2 separate regions of the Canis lupus genome follow, and region 2 is linked to region 1. The links are chromatin contacts, called in public Hi-C maps. All regions are on one chromosome and are shown on one strand. The core of a region is the stretch at or near the end of the contact, and the rest is flanking DNA. Distances in the headings are between cores, read along the strand shown.

Region 1 (5,486 bases), core at 997-3,496:
CAAATTATTTCATCCTAATGACTTCAGAATGTGAGAGTGAGTTCATTGTGATTAGACTTCAAATTTTCTATTATTTTATGTCAAAAATTTGATTTCCATTACAAACAAAATCATTTCTATTAAGAGTTCTATTCCATTCTCTGAATAGTTTTTGTTCTTTTTCATGGGTATAGCAATGCCTTATGTTTCTAAAAATATTAATTATTTCTTTGGAAGATTTCTTTTGCTTTCTGCATTGGTTTATTAGGTTTAGCTTCCAACATTTAAGTCAAAGAATTTCCTGAAACATTTGGTGGTTTTTATTACTCTTTCATATTTGAGTAGGGCTGATTAGAAATGACTAGTGCATGGGAGAGCTCATGAAGAGTGGGCTTCACTGAAGAGATGAGGCAGTTTAGCAACCTGCTATTTCTTTGGTGGTTGCATAAATGCTGTCAGGTCCAGGTCTGTCTCTTGGGCCATTTTTCCTAGGGATGACTTTTTCAGGTTTTTTTTTTTTTTTTTTTTTTTTTTTTTTTTTTCCGGAGGTATGTATACACCTAGCTGCTTTAGCTTTAGGAGGAGAGTAATAGAGCTGAGAGCCTCATTCATTGTATATAGATACTTAAAACAATTTTAAAAATTGTGATAAAATGAAATTTACCATTTAAACCATTTTTAGGTGTATCGTTCTGTGGCCATTAAGTACATTCCCATTGTTGTGCTACCAACCTCCAAAACTATTTTCATCCCACAAAACTGAAACTATATACTTATTAAGCAGTAACTTCCCATGTTCCTGTCAACCTCTATTCTATTTTCATTTCTGATTTTGACTCCCTAAATATCTCAGACAAGTGGATTCACACAGGACTTTTTGTGACTGGCTAATTTCACTCACCATGATGTCCTCAAGGTTCATCCACATTGCAGCATTGTCAGGATTTCTTTTGTTTTTAAGGCCTGATAGTATTCCAACATACCTACATAACACTTTTTGCTTATCCAGTATTCTTGGATGGACACATAGGCTGCTTTCACCTTTTAGATATTGGGAATAATGCTGTTATGAATACGGGTTTGTAAACATCTATTTCAGACCCTGCTTTCAATTCTTCTGTGTGTACATCCAGAAATAGAATTGTTGGATCATAGGGTCATTGTATCTTTAATTTTTTGTGGATGTATATAGAAACTTTTAAATAACTTCCCTTTATTGACCATTACCCTCCACCACATCTAGGGACCCTGGGTTTGAAGATTCCCTGGGTCACAGTCTCTGCTTCCCCAATCATCTTCTGTCTAGGGAATGGGCATGTGTTTGGGGGTAGTCATCTGGCTATATGGCACTGAAAAATAATATGAGGGCCTGAACAGCCTGCATGTGAACTTTGAGCCTAATCTCTTTCCCTGCCACAGCTCTGCCCTCATCTCTATCCAGTGTATACTAGTGGCCACTGCAGATAAATGTGTCAAAAAAACAATTCATTGGGCACCTGCGTGGCTCAGTTATTGAGCATCTGCCTGTGGCTCAGGTTTGATTCTGGGGTCCAGGGATCGAGTCCCACATCAGGATTCCTCGCTCAATGGGGAGTCTGCTTCTTCCTCTGCCTATGTCTCTGCCTCTCTTCTGTGTCTCTCATGAATAAATAAAATCTTAGCCTCCCCCCATTCATCGAAGGCCGATTCATGTAAATGGCCAACCTGCAAATAACTTTTCTTCCAATTCTTTATTTTTAGTTTTCATTTTGTCTTCATAACTGCATTTTAAGGCAAATTCAGTTCAATTCTGCTTGTTTCCTGCTGCTGCAGCGGAGTCTGAGGGGTCTGCAAAAACAGGGACATTAAGATATAGAACACTCATTTTTTTATTCCTGGGGCAGTATCCTGACTCAGATTCAACTTGGAAGTTATTAAATAGGTGTTTGAGCTTTGGGCAAGTGCGCGTGTGCGCGAGAGTGTGCATGAGTGCGTAAGCGCACGCTTTGCCAAGATTAAACCCAGGGCAAGCGCGCACTAACAACCCTGAAGCGAGTCGTGTGACGTCACCGTAGTAGCAGCAACCCGTGCGCATGCGCCCATTTAAAGAGCCGGCGCTCGCCAGGCGCCGCTAGCCCCGCCCCCTTCCTCAGATCGCTCCTCCTCCGTCTCCCCGCGGCTTGCCCGCTACGCCCTGCGGAATCCAAGTAGCCAATCAGCGTTCAGCCTTCGCTTGCCGTCAACGGCGCGTGCCCCGGTTTCAAAAGCTCGGGGGCGGGCTCCGGGTTCCGCGCACGCGCCGTCGCCTCTCTATCCCCACGCTGGTTCCGCGTCTCCTCACTGCGGACGGTGCGGCTGGCCTGAGGCTTCTGGTGTCCGGGGGAGGTCGGCTCTGTCGCCGCCGCTGCTGTTATGGGCAAAACTGCCGACTCTCGGGGGCCGGGCGGCCGGCCCGACCCGGTGCGGAGCTTCAACCGTTGGAAGAAGAAACACAGCCATAAGCAGAGCCAAAAGAAGCAGTTGAGGAAGCAGCTGAAGAAGCCCGAGTGGCAGGTGGAACGCGAGGCCATCAGCCGCCTCACGCAGAACTACGAGAAGGTGAGGCCGGGGGCGGCGCGGCGGGCGGGCCGCGGGGCTGCGCGTCCTCGCGGCGGTGGGAGACCTGTCATGGGTGGGCCGAAGGGGGGCTGGAGACGGGGTGGGGTGGGGTGACAGGTGCGGCCGGGCCCCCCAGCACAGTTGAGGCCCCACAGGTGGTCCGCCCGGCCCCGCGGACCAGGCTCTGGACCCTCCAGTCGCTCTTCTGCTCGCCGCCCTGCTCGGTAGAAAGGATGGGGCTGAAGTGGCTCTTTAAGAGCAAGGAGTTAGTGAAACGGGGTAATAACAGTGGTACTAACGGCAGTAGTCATACTGACGACACCTACGATTTCAGCCCCTCACCGTGTGCTTCACGTTAATTATTTGACCTGAACTGGGTCTGGGTCTTATTCCCATTTTGCAGGTGAGAGCGTGGAGGCTCCGAGAAGGTAACGTACTTGCTTTCAGCTCACATGTTAGTAGGTGGTGTGGGATTGCAGCCTAAATACCCGTGTCTTTCCAAGTCCAAAGCCTCACGCCGCATCTGCGTCCCTTCTTGTGCTTATTTTCTCTCCCTGATTCGTGTCCCCGTCCAGGAATTGGCACAGGAAAGCTGGGCTCCTGGTGTGTGCCTGGCACCTGCCATCCCCCATTGTACTCGATGTTCTGAATAGCCCTGTAGTTACCATTTTGACCTCTTGCGCCTCCCCCCCCCCCCCCCCCCCCCCCCCCCCCCCCGCAACCCGATGTGTTGGCCGACACCCACCTCACTCCCCTCTCAGTAATTGCCCCTTCTACTGCGGTGTAGTCAAGGATTTAATATGTGGGACGTTTCTGGAATTATAGTCATCAGGTGTCATGCTGGTATGGCTTTCCTTTAAAGGACCCTTAGGTCAACAAGATTAGATAGATAACCTTTGTCTTTGCTTAGGCTTTTGAGTTAAGGTAAATGATAATTTGATCCTGGCTTTTGGTCACCGGTTGAATGTGTGGGCAGGTTACTTACTCTCTCTGCTTCCCTTGTCTTATCTTTAAAAGGCATAGTAATACCTGTTTTATAAGTTGTTTGGAGAAGTTAGTGACTCTAAAGCTTATCTGCACAATGCCTGATACATATAAATATATTAGCTGTTACGTTATTACTACTATTGACATACGCACACCATTTTAAGAAACCATTGATTGCATTTTAGAGTCTTCTTTATCTAACCAGACTTGTTTAAGGGGTATGGTCCCAGCCTTTCTTCTCTTTTGTAATCCCAGTGCTTATTCTTGTGGGTTATTGGCTCCCTTTTGTATTCTACCCACAGCTCCTCTGAGTTCGTATTCTTTTTTTCCGATGGTGCTGTGGATGTCTTTACCTGTCAGAATATTTTAAATACACAAGGTCATTATCTTTGACTCCAGAATTCACCGTTTTAGTTCCCTCTTGCCACTGTAACAAATTGCCACAAACTTCATGGCTTAAAACAACAGAAATTTGTTCTCTCGTAGTTCTGAAAGCCAGAAGTCTGAAATCTGTTTCACTGTGCTGGAATCAAGGTGTCAGCAGGGCCATGGTCCATCGGGAGGCTCTCAGGGAAAATCCATTTCTTCCTGCTTCTCACTTCTCACTCCTGGTGGCTGCATTCCTTGGCTTGTGGCTGCACACTCCAAACTTTGTCTCCATGGACACATTACCTTGGGTTCTGTGTCAAATCTACTTCTGCCGTTCTTAAATAAGGATGCTTTGTATTGCATTTAGGGCCCACCCAGAATATTGAGGATAATTTCCCATCTCAAGATCTTTAATAATGACCTGTACAGAATCACTTTTGCCATCTAAGACAATATTCACAGTTCTGGAGGTTAGCATATGGACATCTTGGGGCTGATACTTGGCGCACCACATGCTGGCCCCACTATCTAAGCGGACTACTGAGCTAGAAACCTACAAGTAATCCTAGAGACTTCCCTTTCAGTGGTCATACATCCAGTCATACTGATAATCTCTTCTGCCTTTAAAATTTTTTAAAATGTTACTCCAGGCACCGCCCCCCATGCTTCCCCGCCCCCCCACCCCCAAATCCCAAGCCCCAGGCTATGCCTTAGTTCAGGCCCCATCATCTCTTGCATGGATTACTATAGTAGCTGTTGCTTATAATGGGGATTAGCAAGCTTTGTAAAGGATCAGATAGTAAATGGTTTTAGCTTTGCAGGTCAGAAGGGTGGAACTACTTAACTCTGCCTTGTAACACAAAACCTAACATAAAAATACTTAAATGGGTATAGTTGTTTTCAACAAAACTTCCAACAAAACTTCAATTAGGAAATCTCATGGCTGGATTTGACCCTTAGGCCTTATCATCCTCTAATCTATCTTCATATTGCAGGTAGAATGATTCTTTCCTAGATGAAAATCCAATCACCTTACTCCAGATTAAAACCCTCCCTTGGCTCACAATTACTTTCAGGAAAATGGTCAAGTACTTTAGTGTGTCGACACGTTCTGCAGCAGAAGAGTAAGTTATTTGTGACCAGGCACACCTGGTTTAAATCTCACTCAGGAGGATCCCTGGGTGGCTCAGCGGTTTGGCGCCTGCTTTCAGCCCAGGGTGTGATCCCGGAGTCCCCGGATCGAGTCCCACATCAGGCTCCCTGCATGGAGGGAGCCTGCCTCTCCCTCTGCCTGTCTCTCTGCCTCTCTGTCTCTCTGTGTCTCTCATGAATAAATAAAATTTAAAAAAAAAATCTCATTCAGTTTGGGTATTGACTAGCTAAGTTCTTAATATTCCTGAGTCTGTTTCTTTCATTCAGCAGAGATTACTAACTACCCAGAGTGTAGTAAGGCTCAAAGAGGTGACATATGTAAACCAAGTGGTGTGTGATAAGCATATGTGCAGGAGCAGCTTCTAGTTTTGTGAGTTGGCCATACTCCCTGATACTGATGCTGCTGCTTCTTTTTTAAAGAT
Region 2 (5,715 bases), core at 2,132-4,631, 170 kb before region 1:
AGTAACCACCAACAGTGAGTGCCTCTGGAGAAGGACTGAGATTAAGGGACCTGGATTTAGAATATGAAGGTGGTTTTATTCCCATACACTCTTTCATACTGTGTGATTTTAGTTTTATGATATGCACATAGTTCAGTTACACGTATGCATTTACAAAAGGAAAGGGTGGGTGCATGGGTGGCTCAGTGGGTTAAGTGTCTCTTGATTCTGGTTCAGGTCATGATTTCTGAGTCATGAGATCGAGGCTGGCATGCTCAGCAAAGTGTCTGCTTGAGATTCTCTCTCTCCCTCTCCCTCTCCCCCTGCTCGCTCTCTCTCAAATAATCTTTATTTATTTATTTTAAAAATATTTTATTTATTTACTCATGAGAGGCACAGAGAGAGAGAGAGGCAGAGACACAGGAAGAGGGAGAAGCAGGCTCCATGTAGGGAGCCCGACATGGGACTCGATCCCAGGTCTCCAGGATCACGTCCTGGGCTGAAGGCGGCACTAAACTGCTGAGCCACCCAGGCTGCCCTCTCTCAAATAATCTTTAAAAGAAAAAAGAATAAAAAATAAAAAAGGAATGGAGTATGCACATTAAAATTTCGACACTGCCATACTGTCCTCAGAAACACTGATCAATTTACACCTATAAACAATCTATGAGAGTACTTAATTTCTAGGTTTAACAAAAATGAAAAACTAAACACAAATGGGACACAAGGGCTATTTTAGGTCTATTAGTATTCTAATAATTAAATTTATTATCTGTTATCAATGCTCAGTGATTTAAGGTATAAAGTGACATATGTAGGTGTGTGCACACGTGTTTATCTATGTATGTATGAATATGAATGTTAACAGTGGTGACAGAACTAAGGAGGAATTTTAAATGTTTATTCTGCTTACTTCTATAACAGATGTATATACTTGAATAATAAGAAGAGTTTTTAAAAATTTGTCATCAGCAGGACAACTCATTGCAGGCTTGACCCAAAAGCGAGAAGTAAGTAGGACAAAAGGGGTTGGATCTCTAAAAGTTGTGCTACTCTGAGTGTGGTTCATAGACCTGTACTAGTGTCCAAATTGCATGTTACCAGATGAAATGAAGAAATTAAGAATAGTCACAAAGTTTTATAGCAATCTGACACTGCTGTGGTACACAAACACACCATCAATGGGCTTATGGTTTGCAAGGTCCATCTTTGTTATTTGTTTTCCTTTCTCTAGCAATTCACTTTTTACAAAAGTAATGGCTTACAACTTTTTAAAAGGTTCCTTACCACTAATAATTCTCTAAAGTTTAGTCTTAGTGTCAGGTCCAGGAGGGACACTCAGCAGGTTTTCTACTGAACATTCCAGAAATCAACATCTGTACACCAATACTCAATACCCCTTTACCTGTATCAGACATCACTTGTAAGGATCTTAATCTTGCTTGAGTTCTTACTCTTGATTTCAGTCTCCTTGCTTGGATGGGGCTTAGTAGGATCTTAGTAAGGGTCTTAATCTAATCCACTAATAACTACATCTAAAAGAAATCAAGAAAAAATAGAATAACATGTTATTTAAAATATGGAGGTAAATATTTAAAATTTAAAGAGGAGGGGTGGCAATGCAGGCCTGGCTGGCTTGGTTAGTAAAGCACATGACTTTTAATCTCAGGGTTGTGAGCTTAACTCCCACACTGGACATGGAGCCTACTTAAAATTAGTAAGATAAAATAAAATATGGAGGTAAAAACCCAAAGAAATGGATGTGCAATAAAGAAGATAAAAACAGAATAATGGGACAAAGAATGATCAGGGTTCTTTTAGTGCAAGTAGTCAGGGAAGGACCCTCTACTGTGAAGACATTAATTATTTTCGTGATGCAAAGAAGCAACTACAGGAAAACTGTAGATGAGAGTTCCAGGCACAGGAAATAGAATATAAAAAATGCCCTGAGGGACGCCTGGGTGGCTCAGTGGTTGAGCATCTGTCTTCGGCTCTGGGCGTGATCCCAGATTCCTGGGATCGAGTCCTGCATTGGGCTCCCTGCATGGAGCCTGCTTCTCCCTCTGCCTGTGTCTCTGCCTCTCTGTGTCTCTTATGAATAAATAAAATCTTAAAAAAAATAAAAAATAAAATAAAAAACGCCCCGAAAGCTTGGTGTGTTCAAGTGACTGTAAGAAAAAAAAAAAAATCAGTGTTACTGGAGCTTAGAAAAGAGGCAGAAGTGTGGAAAGAAGGTCAAATAGGTGGCAGGAGCCATACTATCCTTGTATGGGAAATTGAAACTTCTGGTTTGGATGGTGTCCCATAGCTAGCTTGTATTAGCTGAGAGGAACCAAAATATAAATTTTCAAGAATTTTGTAAGCTGGTTTATAAACACAGTGAACTAAAAATATTTAAACTTACAATTAAACTTCATCTTGTCACTTCACAAATTTATCACCCTTTGTTAAAATGGTATGTAAAACCCTGCATCTAACCTCCTTTTTTGGATTAATTGCTTTTCTTTTTTCTTTTCTTTTTCTTCTTTCTTTCTTTTCCTTTCTTTCTTTCTTTCTTTCTTTCTTTCTTTCTTTCTTTCTTTCTTTCTTTCTTTCTTTCTTTCTTTCTTTCTCTTTCTTTCTTCTTTCTTTCTTTCTCTTTTTTTCTTTTTTTTTTAAGATTTTATTTATTTTGAGAGAGTGCAAACGAGTACAGAGCACAAGCCCATGGAGGCTCAGTCCCACAACTCTGGGATCATGACCTGAGCCAAAATCCTCTTGGGTTTTACTGACTAAAACCAGCGTTTCATGACCTTTTCATCAGTTTTGTGATTTAGCTCTTCCTTCTTTGTTGCGGGCCTTTATACGGAGGGCGGAGGGAGGCAAACGACAACACTGCACAAGGACGCTTTCCCCTTTCCCAGCTCTACATAACGCAATGAAAGCGAACGAACACCAGGTCGTGGGGGCGAACCGCTAAAAAAAGTCCGGGTGGGGGCGGGGAGAAGGGGAGGTGGATCAACCAGTATTTCGCCCTCGGCCTCAAGGGGGCGCAGCCGTGTTTCCGGGGGGCCGGGAGGCTGCAGGGCGAGCAGGGAGGGCGACCTGCCCCAGAGAGGGGGTTCGCGAGGGCGGCGCCGGAAACCGGGCGCTGCAGGGACACCAAGCGTTTTTAAGGGGGCGGCTGGGGCGCGGGAGTCAAGGGCAGGGGGCCTTCAGGGCTAGAGAAGGGTAGGCTCAGACCGGGCGCTCTGGAGGCGAGCAGGCAGGACGGCTGTGGTACCCGCGGAGAGGGAGGGGCCACCATCGCCTTCACCTATTAATCGCTGCTGTGAGAGACGCTCCGGACTCCTGGCTAACACCGCGGTCGGAAGTGACGCGACTCTACTTCCGTTCTGGCCCGCCTCGAGGCCCCGCCGCCGGCCCCGCCCCTTGGCCCCCAGCCCCGCCCTTCCCTCACCCCGACCTCGCTGTCCCAGTGTCCAGGAGATGCCAAACGCAAAGCCGTGAGGACGTGGAACCTGTTAGCTCTCACCGCCATTGTTTTTTTGTTTTTGTTTTTTAAATTTATTTATGATAGGCAGAGACACAGGCAGGAGGAGAAGCAGGCTCCCAGCACCGGGAGCCCGACGTGGGACTCGATCCCGGGTCTCCAGGATACCACCCCCCCCCCCCCCCCCCGCCATTGTTAAACGGCTTTGAGGCAAAGGATTTTGAAACGGAAGCTAACGTGAATTTCTGGAATTTGGGGCTAACCTTATTACAAAGCTGTTCATTTCCACCAAGGGCATTAAAGATGTGGGAGAAATACACATAATCTTTGATATTTAAGTAGTTCATTCATTCATAAATAAGAAAAACGGATCCTTTTAGCTATGTGGCAGCTCGTGCCCAGGATCAAAGAATAAGTGACAGGTGATTGTAGTCCAGTGCAATTTCTAAATTTAAACTCTTTAGTGGCTAAAGCCTAAACCAGTTTTGTTTCATTTTTTAAAATTGAGGTATAATAGACAGATACCATTAGTTTCAGGTGTACAATATAATGATGATATTACTTGTTTATATTGCCAAGTGGTCACTACAATAAACCTAGTTAATATCTGACACAATATGTAATTACAACTAAACCATTATAATGGCAACCTGAACCCGCTAAGACATCGCACTTCTTGTATTTTCACGTGAAATAAGAGAAAATAATGGTGCCAAGCCAAAATTTCTTCCCCCTCGCTTTTTAAAAAAAGATTTAATTTACTAATGAGAGACAGAGAGAGAGAGAGGCAGAGATATAGACGGAGGGCGGAGCAGGCTCCCTGTGGGGAGCCCTATGGGGGACTTGATCCCAGGACCCCGGGATCACAACCTGGGATCCTGAGCTGAGCTGAAGGCAGACAGACACGCAGTCACTGAACCACCCAGGCATCCCTCTTTCCCCTTAATGTTAGATTTCTACGTACTAGGGATTGAGTGGTAGTGATAGTAGTCTTGCTCCATTCATTCATGAAGACACAATAAAAGTTAGACCAAACCAATTAACAGAAATACAGAAGTATAGGTGGTTACGATCTTTTCTTTCTTTTCTCTTTTTTCTTTTCGGGCGACGGGAGGGAGTGATGGAGTGGCGGTAGGGAGGTTAGGGAGGATGGAGGGACGGGAGGGGAGGGAGGGGAGGGAGGGATAGAGGGGAGTGAAAGTGAGGGGATGTAGGTATTAGGTGCTTGATTTCTGTATGGAGGGAGTTACTTAGTAGGCGCTTCTTTCTCTTTCTTGCTTTCTGTCTTTGTGAGTGCTTTCGTTCTTTCGTGCATGGAGTTATTTATTTCTTTACTTTCTTGAGTGCTTTCTTCTTTCTTCTTGCTTTTTCTTTCTTTCTTTCTTTCTTTCTTTCTTTCTTTCTTTCTTGATTTACTTATTTGAGAAAAAGAAAGAGCATGTGTGCAACCAGGGGGAGGGGCAGAGGGAGAAAGAAAATCTAGAGCAGACTCCCCTGATCCTGGAGCATGGCCCTGAGATCATGATCTGAGCCAAAACCAAGAGTGGGAGGCTCAACCCACTATGCCACACAAGCGCCCCAGTGATTAACAATATTTCTTAAAAACAAAAAAATCTTTTACAATATTGTATTTAGAAAAATTACTTTATTTAAAAAGTGTATATAATATGTCCCATGATACAAAATTCTAGACATAGATTTAAAAATAGCATAATGGAAAATATAAATATCCATTTTATTTTATTATGTATATTTTTTGTGCACTTAAAATCTTTTCCTAGGTTTACATTTTTCTTTATAATCTGATTCATACTTGTAGTAAAAATAGAATATCATAGACAGGTATAGAGCAAAAAGTAAAAATTCCCTTCTCTCCCTCCTCAGACATTGGTAAAATCCTTCCAAACTTTCAACCACACAAATATATTTTTGTTTTTTACATTCATGGTTTCACATTATTCATATTGTTCTGTAACTTAGCTTTTTCACTGAATACTGTAATGGAAATTGTTCACGATAGTACATTTAGAGCTACTTTTTTTTTAGAGCTACTTTTTAAAAATAGTTGTATTACATTCCTTTATATAGCAATAACTATTTAGCCAGTTCCCTCATGAAAACTATTCAAGGTGTTTCTAACATTTTACTAATAAAAACAATGCCGCAACAAACAGGCTGGCAGCTTATTTAGATAAATGCACTCATTATATTTACTTGCATATCCTTATACCCCTCTCTTCCTTTTTAAAAATCAGATTTTTAAA

Evidence for each region. Hi-C and Micro-C count contacts between places; a contact is called where the count stands out from the background.
Region 2: a contact with region 1 is called in a Hi-C map of blood, with 2.7 times the contacts expected there. The contact joins the promoter of C5H11orf65 here to the promoter of DDX10 in region 1. A contact is called at or near these places in 2 of 9 Hi-C or Micro-C datasets (both in blood).

What each region holds. Positions count from the first base shown.
Region 1 is chr5:23,970,937-23,976,422 of UU_Cfam_GSD_1.0, reverse strand. DDX10 (probable ATP-dependent RNA helicase DDX10) reads left to right here and starts at 2,246. Exons shown (of 15, transcript XM_038536261.1): 1 at 2,246-2,556. The coding sequence starts at 2,371.
Region 2 is chr5:24,141,132-24,146,846 of UU_Cfam_GSD_1.0, reverse strand. C5H11orf65 (protein MFI) reads right to left here and starts at 3,381. Exons shown (of 10, transcript XM_038536274.1): 1 at 3,275-3,381; 2 at 1,385-1,514. The coding sequence starts at 1,397. It overlaps POGLUT3 (protein O-glucosyltransferase 3), which reads right to left. Exons shown (of 8, transcript XM_038536271.1): 8 at 5,077-5,715.